5 separate regions of the Mus musculus genome follow, and regions 1, 3, 4 and 5 are each linked to region 2. Evidence: chromatin contacts called from public HiChIP or PLAC-seq and promoter capture Hi-C data. All regions are on one chromosome and are shown on one strand. Each heading gives the region's core, a stretch centred on a gene start, on an enhancer-like site or on the middle of the called end of the contact. The rest is flanking DNA. Distances are from core to core; before and after follow the strand shown.

Evidence for each region. Promoter capture Hi-C pulls out the DNA fragments that hold promoters and counts their contacts. HiChIP or PLAC-seq counts read pairs in DNA pulled down with a chosen protein or histone mark. Capture Hi-C pulls out chosen DNA fragments and counts their contacts.
Region 1: an H3K4me3 HiChIP or PLAC-seq map of bone marrow-derived macrophages shows a contact between it and region 2, with 6 times the contacts expected there. The contact joins the promoter of Irf5 here to the promoter of Zc3hc1 in region 2. A contact is called at or near these places in 3 of 39 promoter capture datasets (the C10 cell line, embryonic stem cells and hippocampal neurons), 2 of 115 datasets of contacts at active chromatin or transcription factors (bone marrow-derived macrophages and pro-B cells) and 1 of 9 other capture datasets (adipose tissue).
Region 3: a contact with region 2 is called in a promoter capture Hi-C map of adipose tissue, with 2.3 times the contacts expected there. The contact joins the promoter of Kcp here to the promoter of Zc3hc1 in region 2. A contact is called at or near these places in 3 of 39 promoter capture datasets (the C10 cell line, embryonic stem cells and hippocampal neurons) and 2 of 9 other capture datasets (adipose tissue and liver).
Region 4: a promoter capture Hi-C map of liver shows a contact between it and region 2, with 2.6 times the contacts expected there. The contact joins the promoter of Atp6v1f here to the promoter of Zc3hc1 in region 2. A contact is called at or near these places in 1 of 39 promoter capture datasets (liver), 1 of 115 datasets of contacts at active chromatin or transcription factors (bone marrow-derived macrophages) and 1 of 9 other capture datasets (liver).
Region 5: a promoter capture Hi-C map of liver shows a contact between it and region 2, with 4 times the contacts expected there. The contact joins the enhancer-like site here to the promoter of Zc3hc1 in region 2. A contact is called at or near these places in 6 of 39 promoter capture datasets (the 3T3-L1 cell line, 3T3-L1-derived adipocytes, frontonasal cranial neural crest and 3 more), 1 of 15 datasets of contacts at CTCF or cohesin (large pre-B cells), 2 of 484 Hi-C or Micro-C datasets (CD8 T cells and bone marrow-derived macrophages), 2 of 115 datasets of contacts at active chromatin or transcription factors (embryonic basal ganglia and embryonic stem cells) and 3 of 9 other capture datasets (adipose tissue, liver and macrophages).

The regions. Positions count from the first base shown.
Region 1 is chr6:29,525,218-29,527,917 of GRCm38.p6, reverse strand. It overlaps Irf5 (interferon regulatory factor 5), which reads right to left and starts at 1,293. Exons shown (of 9, transcript NM_012057.4): 1 at 1,144-1,293.
Region 2 is chr6:30,389,589-30,392,369 of GRCm38.p6, reverse strand. It overlaps Zc3hc1 (zinc finger, C3HC type 1), which reads left to right and starts at 1,350. Exons shown (of 10, transcript NM_001311086.1): 1 at 1,350-1,513. The coding sequence starts at 1,368.
Region 3 is chr6:29,506,470-29,509,299 of GRCm38.p6, reverse strand. Kcp (kielin/chordin-like protein) reads left to right here and starts at 1,348. Exons shown (of 38, transcript NM_001029985.4): 1 at 1,348-1,443. The coding sequence starts at 1,374. Gm26627 (a long non-coding RNA gene) reads right to left here and starts at 2,128. Exons shown (of 3, transcript XR_868831.3): 1 at 1,349-2,128; 2 at 413-861.
Region 4 is chr6:29,466,403-29,469,102 of GRCm38.p6, reverse strand. It overlaps Atp6v1f (ATPase, H+ transporting, lysosomal V1 subunit F), which reads right to left and starts at 1,320. Exons shown (of 2, transcript NM_025381.2): 1 at 1,129-1,320. The coding sequence starts at 1,286.
Region 5 is chr6:29,847,707-29,850,426 of GRCm38.p6, reverse strand. All of the region lies in intron 1 of Ahcyl2 (S-adenosylhomocysteine hydrolase-like 2), which reads right to left. Among named protein-coding and RNA genes, the nearest start is that of Strip2, 68 kb to the left of the region's middle. Within about 2 kb of position 1,401, at least 82 of the 459 cell types and tissues checked have an H3K27ac peak or open chromatin away from gene starts, as enhancers often do. A contact at or near this core is called in 3T3-L1-derived adipocytes, adipose tissue, bone marrow-derived macrophages and 2 more, where this site is marked.

The sequences.
Region 1 (2,700 bases), core at 44-2,543, 860 kb after region 2:
GTACTGTATCACACAGGTCCTCATGCGAGGCTTTTAGCCTCTCCAGCCTCCGTCAGCCCCGTCCACATCCTTTCTGGTCCTGATCACTTATCCTCACTTTGGAGTTCAGGCCAGGTCGTTCCCTCCTGATCATCCCGGCAGACTCCACCCGGGGCATAACGCGGAGGGAAGGGGGGTGGGGGTGGGAAGGAACCTGGGTCAGCCCCTGGAGTCATCGCGGGGTTACTGGCTTAGTGTCCGTTCCTGGTCCGCTCCTCTGGACCGGGACGTGTCCGCCTTGCTATGCCAGGAGGAGGCCAAGAAAGCCCCCACTTCCACCCCTGCTACTAGGTACCCGCTCTGGGTCCTCTGGAGGTTCGAGAGACACCTGGAGTCTGGGAGACATCTGCACCGAGGGCGAATACTGGCCCGGGACATCTCTCCGCCTGCGTTTCGGCCCAACTACACTTTCCCTTCACGTTCAGATTCTAAGTTGTTACTTCTTAAGTTTAGGGGCAGGCCGTCAAGAAACTAGACCAAGCATTAATCAGCCCCCGCCCCGATTCTTCTCAACAGCTAAGAATAAATCGTCGTCCCCTTTTGAGCTACGAGTCAAGGAGCAGAGCCTCTATTTGACAACGTCTCCCCTCAAACTCTATTCCCACAGATTCCTGTCCTTGGCTTTAAGATCCTTGGGAGGGATCGCTGCTTGACACCTCAACCTCTTTAGTCGAAAAAGTGAGGTGTGGCCGGGGAGGAGAGACGAGCTGTGTGCCGACAGGGTCGGGGTCGGAAACTCGCTCCTCCCTGGTCCCCGCCAGACTGTGACAGGGCGCTTGGCATCCTTGACCCTGGCGAGGCGCAGTGGGGATGTCCACTGGGCCCTTGGGACTTTCCCCGAGCATGCGAACGTTGGCGGCCGGAGCCCGGCACTCCGAGCTGGCCTGGTGCGGAGCGCCTTGGAGCCATTCGCGCTGGCCCGGCGCCGCCTTCGATCATCGCCCACCGCGGAGGAGCGGGATCCCGACCCCGCTGGCCCCGTTGGCAGGTGCCCGGGGCGTGCAGGTCGCCGTGGGTCGGAGCCGTGGCTTGGCTGAAGCCCGGGGCTGTTCCCACCGCCCTCGGGGCGAGGAGCCCAACACAGCCCACAGCCCCGGGACCTACCTGTTTGCTGTGCGCCCGCGGGGAGCCTGGAGCCCCGGCCTGGCGCTGCGGCCGAGCTGAGCTCTCGCCGAGCTGCACCGCCCGCGGGTCGCCCAGCCCGCCCCGCACTTCCGCATCGCGCCGCCCCCGCCCGGGGCAGCGCCCCGCCCCGCCCCTCGCCACCACCCCGCGCCCCGGGCCCCTACCCATCCACCGCCCACCGCGGGGAAGCCCGGGGCCTCCGCGAGACCGCAGACAGCTCGGCGCCCCTCGCCGGGCTCCTTTGGGAATCCGGGGAGACAGAGTCATCCATCACCCAGTCCCCAGATACCCTGTAGCCTGTCCTCACCTAGTCCGCGCCCGCCTGGAGCTGGAGATCCGCTGCGCGCGGGCGTCGATGGAGCCACACTCCAGGGCATTGGGAGACCCCTGAGAGCTCCCTTTCAACATACCTTGGGCCACTCTGTCTCCTCAGCCTTAACACTGGCCCTCCGGACCGCTCCAACTCACCATGTGACTGACAAGCCCACCTCTTCTTTTGCCCTTACCTTCACCGTGGTTTGGGTTTGCCCTTTGAGCGGGTTCCCACCCCCACCCCGACCTCCCGGTTCCATAAACGGGCCTTCCTGTCCGAGTCGATGCTGGCCTCAACTTCCACACATCCTGTTCATGTAGGAACATTATTCGCTGATTCTCACTCTTCAACTTTTGGGTCAGCATCATATTATTTGATAGTCTAAGTGTTTTTTCCAGGAAGGTCTACCCCTTCCTTGAGTCAGCTTTTGGTTTGTTGTGTTTTGGTGTAATTTGTTGATTGGTTTGGAGGAGGGGTGGAGACGACTTCCAGAGTCTTTCCGTTTGATTTTTCCATATGATTTTAACGTCTAATTTCCACTGAAATTCAGCTTAGTTGGGAACCAACCCTGTCTTGCATGGTTCATGATCTATAGTAATTTTTATTTTTATATTTGTATTTTACTGATAATGGAACCCAGGACCTTGCACATTCTAAGCAAGCACTGTGCTACTAAGTGCCTGCCTTCTCTGCCCTGTCATAATTCTAAAGGGTTATTGTATTTGTTTCTTGGGTTTTAACTCTTTTAAGGGTAAAAAGTTGTGTTGCCGGTGCTGGTCTCCAACTCCAGGAATCAAACGATTTTCCTGGCTCAGATGCCTTGAGTAGCTGAGATTTGGTGTAGCATCGCAGGCAGCTTAACTAAAGATATAAGCACATATATTTTAAATGTTTACCATCTTAATTCTTTTTAGTGATTTATTTTATTTTTTATGTATATGAGTATTTTGTCAGCATGCATGTGCATCGTGAACATGCAGTTCCTGCAGAGACCAGAAGAGGGCGCTGGATTCTCTGGAACTGGAGTTAGAGACTGTTGTGAGCGAGGGGGTGTGGGTGCTGAGATCTGAATCCAGGTCTACTGCAAGAACAGCAGATGCTCTTAACTACCAAGCTATCTCTTCGGTCCTAGAGATATTTTTAATACACAAATATTCTGAATGAATTGTTAAATTAAAATGTTATTACATTTATTTTGTGTGTACATCTGTGGGTACACATAA
Region 2 (2,781 bases), core at 101-2,600:
ACTGAGCCATCTCTCCAGCCCGAAGTGTTCTTTTTAAAAAAATGATTTAATTTTGTGAGTATACGTGTGTGCCTGAGCATAGATATGTACTCATGTTCATGCAGGTGCCTGGAAAAGCAAGAGGAGGGCATCAGATGCCCCGGCCCTGGAATTACAGGTGGTTATGAGCTATCCAACTTGAGTGCCAGAAATCAAACCAAGAGCACACAAGCTGAAAGTGCCCGTAACCACTGACTCGCCTCTCTAGCTCCCCACCTCCCCCTTTAAAAGAAACTTTTTAAAGGTTTATTGATTTAATGTGTACGAACGTTTTGCCTGTGTGTATGTATGTGCACCATGTGCCCCTTGGAGGTTGAAAGAAAGTCCTGGATCCCCAAGAACTGGAGAAGGGAGAGTTCTGAACAGCCACATAGATGCTGAGAACTGAATCTAGGTCCTCTGCAAGAACAGCAGATGCTCTTAACTGCTGAGTCTTCTCTCTGAGCCCCACTCCCTTTTAAAATGTAACCTAGGCTGACGCTGAACTTTGCAGGTAGGTCTGGCCTGGAGTTTCTAATACTCCTGCTACTATCCTTGAGTGGCAGAGGCATCAAACGTGGTTTCTCTCAAGACTCCGAAGCCAAATTTGGTGCTCAGTGGGCCTTCTTTGGAGCATGTATAGTCATAATTTTTAAATTATAGGAAGGGCATGGGGGTGTAGCTCCGTGGTAGAGTGCTTACCTAGTTTGTGTGAGGCTATGGGTTTGTTCCCCCAGCATTGACAACATCGCCTCATTTGTTCACTATTTTATCGACAGTTCCAGGTATATCAAGGCAATAGTTAAAAACATTTGCTAAAGAAGGGAGGATGGTGTCAAAGCCATAAACTTCCTCCACTAACCACACAATCCTAGGAAGGGTTTCAAGTTCCTTGTTCTCAGTTAAACACTGCCGTTTCCTTACCTGGAAAACAACGTAATTTAGGAGAGTCGGTATGGCTTTTATGAAAGTATGACTTCCTACTGAAGCTGGAGAGACATCACCTTTACAACTCTTTTTTTTTTTTTTTTTTTTTTTTTTTTGTGGTGGCACACGGCTTTAATCCTAGCATTCCGGAAGAAGAGGCAGGCGGATCTCTTGAATTCCAGGACTGCATAGTAAACTCTATATCAAAAAAGAAAACTCTTTGTTAATCTAAATATGCTAATTCATCAGACAAGCAAATAACTTAATCTTAAACGACGTAACCACTCTTAAATTCTTTTAGATAACCAAGAAAAGGTGGGGCTTGCCGTCACTATTTTGATAGGTCAGAGGGCGGAGCTTAACTCAGAACGTAAATTCCTGAGCCTAAACACGCGAGGGGACCCATTTACGGCCGGACCAAGATGGCGGCTACCAGTGAGGGGCCGCTGTTTGCTGCGAGTATTGAAAAGACTTGGGGTTCAGTCGTTCGTTCCCCTGAAGGGACACCCCAGAAAGTTCGGGAGCTGATAGATGAAGGAATTGTCCCGGAAGAGGGAGGCACAGAACCGTGAGTCATCTAGGCTGTGAGCGCTGGAGTGGCTTGGGGAGCAACCGCTTGGAGCAGGGGGCGGGGGACGCAACGGGTCCCTTCATCCGTGACTTGGTGGGCGAGGTAGAATTCTTCCTGAGCTCTGAAGAAGGCTGGCCTTCTCTGTTGCTCGGCTTCGGTAGCTTCTGGATGTACCTGATTCCGTATCACCAGCGAAATTTTGTAATAAACCTTTTTTTTTTTTTTTTTAAATTTATTTATTTTACATATGAGAATAGCATTGTCACTGTCTTCAGACACACCAGAAGAGGGCATTGAACCCAATTATAGATGGCTGTGAGCCACCATGTGGTTGCTGGGAATTGAACTCAGGACCTCTGGAAGAGCAGTCAGTGCTCTTAACCACTGAGCCATCTCTCCAGCCCTTTTTTTTTTTTTGAGAGAGAGAGAGAGAGGACGGTCTTAAAGGTATAGAGCAAATTACACGGGATTGTAAATGAAGCAATCACACAGTAAATAGTTAGCAAGATAGTAAAATGAAATTATGTGATAACATGTCGTTTCCCTCCTTCACTCCTTCCTTCCTTAATTAAATAGTTTATACTGGGCTGGGAATTAGATAGCTTAGCGTGCACTCAGCTCAAGATTTGATTTCTAGCACTTTATTAAACTGGTAGTGGTATCATACAACATTTATTTATTTATTTATTTATTCTTGGTTTTTCAAGACAGGGTTTCTCTGTGTAGCCCTGGCTGTCCTGGAACTCACTCTGTAGACCAGGCTGGCCTGGAACTCAGAAATCCACCTGCCTCTGCCTCCCAAGTGCTGAGATTTCAGGCATGCGCCACCATTGCCCGGCATCATACAACTCTTTTAAGTTCTTGGAACTCTCCGTGCCAGGCTAATTTGAGGCCCTGTGACCCGAGAGAGGTGTAGAGAAGAGGGAGAGGAGAAAAAGAGAGTTAATATCTAGTAGCATGTCTACAAACAATCATAATTTTGAATTAGTAATACCATGAATACTATTTCAAAATATAGTCAGCCTTAATGTGAATAAATTTTTTTCTCTTGGTGACAAATTCACAAATATTTTTCTTTCTTTCTCTTTCTTTTAAATGTATTCATTTGTTTTATGTATGTGAGTACACTGTAGCTGTCTTCGGACAAACCAGAAGAAGGCATCAAATCCCATTACAGATGGTTGTGAGCCACCATGTGGTTGCCAGGAGTTGAACTCAGGACCTGTCAGTGTTCTTAACTGCTAAGCCATCTGTCCAGCACTTTC
Region 3 (2,830 bases), core at 99-2,598, 880 kb after region 2:
TCCCTCTGCTGTGAACATGGGGCCCCATCCTGCCTTCCCAGCTGCACAGAGCTGTTTCCCAGTCCTAGGCTCTGGACCATTTTCCTATTTCCTCACTTTGGGCTCCTCCCCTGAAGTAAGCCCAGGGCTTCCTACTCCTGCTGAGCCCTGAGTCCAGACTTTGGAAAAGGAGCCCAGCCAGCCAGAGAAGGGAGGCTGGGCATTTGGCCTGCATCTGGTGTAGATGTGGTCGGTGGGCTCCAGGAGAGAGATGTGGAAGTGAAGAGTGGGTGCTTTTAATCAACACTGACTGTTGTTTGTTCTGAGTTCTTACCATCTGACAACCCCTCCCCTCCCAGTGTGTGTGTGTGTGTGTGTGTGTGTTTGTGTTTCATTTAAGATTTCATTCACATATCCCAGGCTGGTCTCAAACCTGCTCTTGTAGCTTATGGTGGCCTTGAATCCTCCCATCTCCTTGCTTCAACTGGGAAAGCTGGCATTGCGGGTGTATGCCACCACACCAATTTCCATAGCAGGCTTCTTGCAGTTCAGCTCCCTGGATTCTTAATTTAGGTGACTTTGTCTGCTGCTCACTGTACTGTGGATGCTGGTTCCACTGCTTATAAACGGGATAACAGAGGCCCTGCGGGAAGTTAGGGGTTATATATTTAGTTTGGGGGGCTTAGACGGGATTAGGGTGGAGCAAAGGTTGGAAGGGAAACAGGTATACGAGCCCAATAAAACAGAACAAAAGAAAGAAGGAAAGAAAGAGAGAAAGGAAGGAAGGAAGGAAGGAAGCAAGCAAGGACGAGAGAGAACTATGTTAACATACATCACATACGTGCCTGGTGCTGGGGAGGTCAGAGGTGGGCGTTGGATTCCCTGAAATAGAAATTATAGATGATGGTGAGCAGCCACGTGGGTGCTATGAACGGAACTCAAGTCCTCTACAAGAGCAGCAAATGCTCTTAACCACTGAACCATCTCTCCAGCCCCTTGCAGAGGGTTTTCAGTCCAGCTCAGCCTTCTGTTCCCATAAGCCCATGAGGTGGAAGTAAAGTCACTGGGACTGTCACTGGGACCCCCTAGAGGATGAGCAACCCCAAAGGGCAGGGACATGGTTGCTCCTGGTCGCTTACCCCGCACCCAACTTCCTGCAGAGCTTGGAAGACTGCTATGGGTCAGGATCCTCAGGGGAACGGGGTGGGGTGGGGTGGATTGGGGTGGGGTGGGGTGAGAAGCCCTAGGTGCGATAGGGGAGCGGGCACCAAGGGGCGGAGAACCGCGGAGCCCTCCCTGAACAAAGACTGGGTGGGCGGCGGCTTGAGTCTCCGCACCCCGCCTCCCGCAGCGCCGGCTGAGCACAGACCTAAAGCGAGGCGGGTCGAGCGAGCATGGCGGGGGCTCGGGCGGCGTTGCTACCACTGCTCCTGCACCTCGGGAGCCTGGCGCTGGCCGCGCGGGGTGAGTCGGAGCGTCCTGGGTGTGCCCCAACTTATGGCTCAGCCCAGCAGACCGTCGGACCGGGCCAGACCACTTCTCCATCCCCGCCTGGGTTGCGCGTCGCTGGCCGGCCTTGGTGCTCTCTCTCCGTCCTCCCCGTCGGTGGGCGAGCAGGGTGGGGGCAGGGCGGCCAGACAGGGATTGCTGAACTGGGCCGGGTCCTTCTGTGGTCCCTGCCAAGGAGTCCTAAGTAGCGGTGAAGCAGAGGCTGTCCTGGCATCTGAGTATCTGAAGTTAATTATTTGTATTGAGGAGAGGGGGAGGGGAGCGCTCTCTGTGGGAAATGACTTAGTCCTGTCCGGCTTGCACTTATGGTTGGTCTCTGCAAAAGCAGAGTAGGAGGAGGGTAAGGGGAAACCTGAAGACAGTTTCTGGGGAGCAACCAGATTCGTGCCACTTCCAGGACTTTCTGCAGATCTTCCAGGAAAAGGGACTGAGCCTGTCTTCAGCTGGGGATCCAAGAGGACACCCTGAATGGCTCCTCGGCCCCCTCCGTTGTGCCTGCTTAAGCAAAGCGGGAGGAGCTGGTTGGGTGCTGGGGCTTTAAGGGTTGGGTCGCTAGAGGAGGTCACGCTTGGGGTTTCAGATACTGAGACCCCGCCCGCGAGCATCATCCTTGTGGATGGAAGTTGGGCAGGGAGACCATGTCAAGACAGTGCCAATTTCTGGGGACAAGGTGAGAACAGAATGCATGGGATGCTGGTGGTGTGAAGGTAGACCGGCTGGGACCTGTGGTGGGGAGAGCTGTATGGCGGTGGGGTGGAAAGCTGGGCAGTGCTGTGGTGACAGATGAAGTCTTAACTTGCTGCTTGGCGCCTTGTGCTGTGGAGAGAGGACAGACTGCAGTAGGAGACTTTCTCTTCAGCTTCTGTGAAGACAGTGGGATGGGGGTGGGGGTGGGGGAGGCCGTGGATTATGAGACAACTGAGGGAAACCAGAGACTGGTGGGAACTAAGGGATACCGGAGAGTAGCACTGAACCCCAGAGTTGGGGTGGCATTTATTGAGCCCCGGAAATTGGGCTGGAACGTCCTCCTCTTTATGGTGACAGTAGAAAGAAAGGAGCAGGTGACATCCCCCTGCTTCGCAGGCCTAGTGTCCCTGGGAGAAAGACTTTCAGTTACTCCAGCTCTTCCTGATTGAGTTGCCGCTGTGAGAAAGAAAGGCCAGACATCTCCTTCAGCCCCTTTCTTGGTCAGCACTTCTGGGGACCCTTCCACTCCATGATGTCTGTGGCCGGTGCCCTCGCCTCTACCTTCCTGCCTTGAGAGTGGGCATAAGGTGAAGAGAAATGTAGCTGGGCCCCACCCCAGGCCTAAGCTCAGAGGCCAGGGCTTCCTTCCTGGACA
Region 4 (2,700 bases), core at 71-2,570, 920 kb after region 2:
CTAAGAGATCAGTCTCCCAGGTCAGAGCCTGCCACGCTCCAGGCTGTGGGAACTAGTCTCAGCCAGCATCCCTGGACTGGGCTATTTAGGGGAAACAGGTGAGGGCAGTTTATTCCTGAGATTTGGCATAGTAATTCTAGAAAAGGAATGAGGAAAAAAAATAGAGAGTTGGCACCCTCAATTCTAGTCAACAGTGCACTTTCTGGCTTAAAAGGAATGCCTGCACCCAGTTTTAAAAACTACGACCCAGGGTATGATGTGAAGATCTGAAGTACAAAGTCTTTGGGGAAGGCCATACTTCCCAGATGTTTTGCTTATTGTGCGCAAGACAAATGGAAGCCCCATGGCAGACTGCAGGGAGCTGAATAAACAGAGTGGGTAGTAACTTAGAAGACACAGGTAAAGCTGCTTGTTATCCAAGCCCTGTTACTTGAGTTCAATCCTCAAAGCCCATGGAAAGAAAACTGACTCCACAAGTTGTCTTCTGACCTCCATGTGTGCACACCTACCCACGGACACACACAAACGCCGTAATTAAAAAGAAAGAGTTGACCTGGGTTCTGCCTCCTATGGCTAATGTGCCTGTGCCCTAACCAATTGTCCTTTATTTTTCTCACTAGTAACTGGGAATAACCAGTACCTTACAGGACAATTGTAAGCCTCTAAGATAAATGAAGCGTATACACACACACACACACACACACACACACACACACACGCGCCCACTGTCCGGACCTACGCTGGAGGTGGTTAGTTTTCTTAGTCGAAAAGACTAAGGTTCAGAGAATACGCTACAGAGACCCCGGAAGAGGGCTGAACAAGCCGGTCAGCACTGGCAAGAGGCTCCAGGCGTCCAATTACAGCTGGTGCAGACCATAAGCTCCACTCCCCTCCTAAACTGACACACAATCATGTGATGGGGAAAGTTCGTGGACCTGCGGTAGGCCGGACCCCACTGAGCCCCAAAAGGGAACTTAGATGGCGGAGGCCCCTGCTCAGGGTGGACAGACGACTTCCGGGACCATCCCGGTCCCCATCACCACGTGACACCCAGGTTATCAGGCCACCAATTCTCCCCGTGCTTGTAGCAAGCGGAAGGACCCATTTAGGCCTAACAGGCTACCGTACCTGAAAGTGTCTTCGATCTCATTGATGGTGGTATCCTTCTCCACTACCAGGAAATTAGGGTGGCGGTTCTTGTTTAGCTCCCCTATGCCGCCCAACAGGAAACCAGTCACCGTGTCCTCGTCTCCAATCACCGCGATTAGCTTACCTCTGCCCGCCATCCTGTCCGCCGGGCAGAGCGCTTCCCAAACACCTGTGATGCCCCGCCCCCGCAGAGACCCCGCCCTTCAGTCATGCGCAGTTCCCCGCCTCCCGGGCATGCGCATTTAGCAGGAACTCCGCTTAATCTGCGTACTCTTGCGCCATAGAGGCCAGAAACACAAACCACAGAACTACGTCTCCCAGAAGGCTGAGCGTCACAGGCCTCTCTCTGGCATTCTGTCCTTAATTTCTTCTCTCTTGGAAGAAATGCCTTTTGAACCTAGTGTTATTAGAGACCGAGACTTTAGGGGACATACTTTTTTTTTCTTTCTTTTCAGTGTACGTTAGTTTGGTTTTGGCTTTTTTGAGACAGATGGTTACCTATCTCAGGCCGGACTTGAACTTGCAGTGTAGAAGAGGATAGATCCTATTGCTTCTACTTTCCGAATGCTGGTATTATAGGCCTGCGCCATTACACAAAACAGAACAGTGTGTGCTTGATTTGTTTGACTTAAAAAAAAAAAACATCTTTTTGTTGTTACATTTGTGATTTCGGAGGCAGGTGTAGTGTGGCAGTGGAGCAGGCCACAAGTTTGTGAGGTCATAATACACCCTATGAGAGTCACCTTGAGGTTCATCTGGTCAACCCAGTGCTTTTTTTTTTTTAAAGATAGGTCTCAGGGCTGGAAGATGGCTAGGTGGTTAAGAGCACTGACTGCTCTACTAGAGGTCCTGAGGTCAATTCCCAGCAACCACATGGTGGCTCACAACCATCTGAAGACAGTGTCAGTGTACCCACATATATGAAATAAATAAATCTTATAAAAAGATTTATCCAAATATTAGGATTAGGCCAAACTACCTACCCCCTTTTTTTGGTTTTATTTGGTAGTTTGTTTTTTGAAACCTGCTATATGTAGCCTTTTCTGGCCTGGAACTCAGAATGTAGACTAGGTTGGCCTTGAACTTGCAGCCAGTGGTCCTACTGCATCATCCTCCTGAATGCTGGGACTACAGAAATGCACCACTATTTCCTGTCCATTTGTTTGTTTCAACTCTTGCCTCAGTCTGGGATTACAGACATAGGCTACCATAACTGTCCAAGAACAGGTATTTCCTAGCTGGAAGGTCAAGGTCTGAATCGGTATGATGTACACATGCATGCTAACTATGACATGGCTAACAATTACTGAATATATATTAAATTACCAAAGAAATAGGCAAATGAATGATGACACTATGTAGTGCTGTAGAAACCAAGCAAGGCCTCATGTTAGTTCCTAAATTTAGATAATTGCATAGAAACAATCCTAGCACTTAGGAGGTTTGAAGCAAGAAGATTGGCACAAGCTCAAGGCCAGCTTGGGATATTGTCTTAGGAATGAGAGGGGCACCAGCACATGTGAAGAGGCACTGTGACCAGGGCAACTCTTA
Region 5 (2,720 bases), core at 152-2,651, 540 kb after region 2:
CACAACTCAAGAAGCTTGCTTTAATTCCAAAAACAGCTAAACATCCTGTATGCCAGCTGTGTTCCTACCAGTGGTGACTTCACAGAACAATCACAACCTCTGAGGCTATGCCAAATAACCCAAAGTCAGAGCAAGCACATGCTCACAGTGGAAAAGGCATCAAGGTAGGACTTCTGGAGGTCAAAGTCAGAAAGCACACACATAGAGAAGTCACTATGTGTACAAGCTTCAAGCATTTGGAACCTAGAGCCACAAGGCACAGGGCAATGAATTAGAAAATCCTCGAAGATTGTTCCTGTGACTTCCTATGTCTTGGGCAAATCACCTGATGACTCTCATGACAAACTGAGGGGAAAAGTGGACTATGAAAAGATCCAAACATTCAAGCCCAACATTCAGTATTTCTGATCCACTTAGTGTCTCTGAGGCCATAAGAAAATGCAGTCATGATTCTTTAGTCACAGAAGCTATTGGTTATTAAAGGCTAAAGTTCCTAGCCACCTGGGTTCAAAGATCAATCTACTTAGTTATGAGGTTGGTTTGAATTGGTAGGCCTCAGATGTCCCATACCTGGTTATGGTTTGGATGTGTCGAAGACTTGGTGACCAGATTGTGGTGACCAGCAAAGTGCTCATATGACCATGGATGAAAATCTGAAACCATGACACAAAATGACCTTCTCCTTTATAAGCTGTTTGTGTCAAACATCTTGTCAGAACAGGATGCTACCACGCCTCCTCAAGCTTGAAATGCCAATGATAGCAGGACTTGAGCCCTCCCTCCCGTCTCCCATCCTCACTCATGGGAGGACTCTCACCTCTCAGTTTCCTCATGTTCTGAAACTGGTGAAGATTTAACAGGCTTTAGGTTAGCTCCAACACTTTCTGGGCTATCATCAGGCAAACCAAATACTTTTTAAAGCCTTTGTTACCTCATCTGTTAAAACATGATAACAATACTATTCTTATAACGTTGGTTTTTAAAAAGGTTTTATGTGTGTGAGTATTTGCTTGTATATATGTACATGCACTGTATGTGTCCAGTGCCCGGGGAAGCCAGGGAGGGCAGCAGATCCCCTAGAACTAGAATTATAGATGGCGTAAGCTGCCATCTTGGTAGTGGGAACCAAACCTGGGTACTTAAAGGAGTAAGTGCTCTTAACTGTTGAGCCATTGTTCTAGGCCTTATATTTTTAAAATAAAGATTAATATGCATGTTTACATAAACCCAGTACCAGGAAGCTACACTGGCCTTAACCAGGTATAGCAGAGTAGCATTAGACTGCCTGGCCAAGCCTCTCCACTCACTGTGTAACTTGAACAATTACCTAGTCTCCTTGTGCCTATTTACTCCTCTGTTAAAGGGAAGTTTTGAGAGGATCAAGTAAGTTAATAAGTAAACAGCAGAGTAGGGCACAGGGGCGATGACTCACTGGGTAGTGAGCTTCCTGCCAAGCCTCACAACCTCAGCTCAATGTCTGTAATCCAAATATCCAAACGGTGCAAGGAGAGGACCCACCCCGGGAAGCTGTCCTCTGACCTCCATACAAGTACCACTGCACATATTTTACACACACACACAAACACACACACACACACTCACACACCCCAAACAAACAAACAAAATGATAAATGAAAACAAAACAAAAAAGCAGAACCAGACGTAGTGACCCACATCAGTAATCCCACAGTCAGGAGGCAGGGCTGGAGAATATGGCTAGGCTATATGAAACCTTGTATTAAAACAAATAAAAATGGTAAAAAGTACTCAAAAGAGCAAGGACAGCTGGATGCTCCTAGGGCGGTATGAACTTTACTATTATTGCTATTATTCCACCTGTGGAGGCCCACAGAGATGCTGAATTCACTTACATATACACGACTGTCAGTACCTTCTTTATTTTAAATCTCATCAAATCACTTTCTTCTTTATAATGCTCCAAAACTGCCTTACTTTACTCAAAACGAAGTCCCAAGGAGCATTATAAAGGAGCATGCCCGAAGCTCACTCGCCTGGTCGCAGCAGTACAGCAGCAAGACACAAGAGGATTCTTGTCTCAAAACAAACATAGAAGGCAAGAACTGAGTTTGGAAAGTTGTTCTTTGACCTCCCCACACATGCTATGGCAAGCATATATATGTGTGCACTCACATACCATACACATACACAAATAAAAAGGTTAAACATAGACTCAAGTCCACAAATTACTAAATAACCCCTGTCATAGTCCACATTAATATGGATATGGCAGTTGGTCATATTTGCTTATTTCCACACTAGAGTTTAAGCTCTCCCTGAGATTAGCGTCTTATTCCTGTATTTCAGGTGGTTAACGCTTACAAGACAAACAGTGAATGCAAGCTGCTGAGAGAAGATGATTCTAGGACAGGGACCTCAGAGGGAAGGAGAAGGAAAGGAGACAGGTGTGAGGAAGAAGTGACAAGGCAAACAGAAACAGGCATAACCAAGCTGTGACCAGGGAGGCAGCTGTGTACCCTCCTGCCACTTACTAATCCAACCAGGTCTCTCAGATAAGCAATTAAGCCGTTAGAGACTGCAGTACACTTGAGCACCCAGCTACTGTATTCCCTTCCTGTTACGTCTTTTAACCTGGGAGTGGAGTGTGGACTTAAACCCACAATTCTCCTGACATAGCAAATTCAGACATACTTAGGTCAGGGTTCAGTCCGCCTCAAACCTGCCTCCAAGAAAAGTCAAGG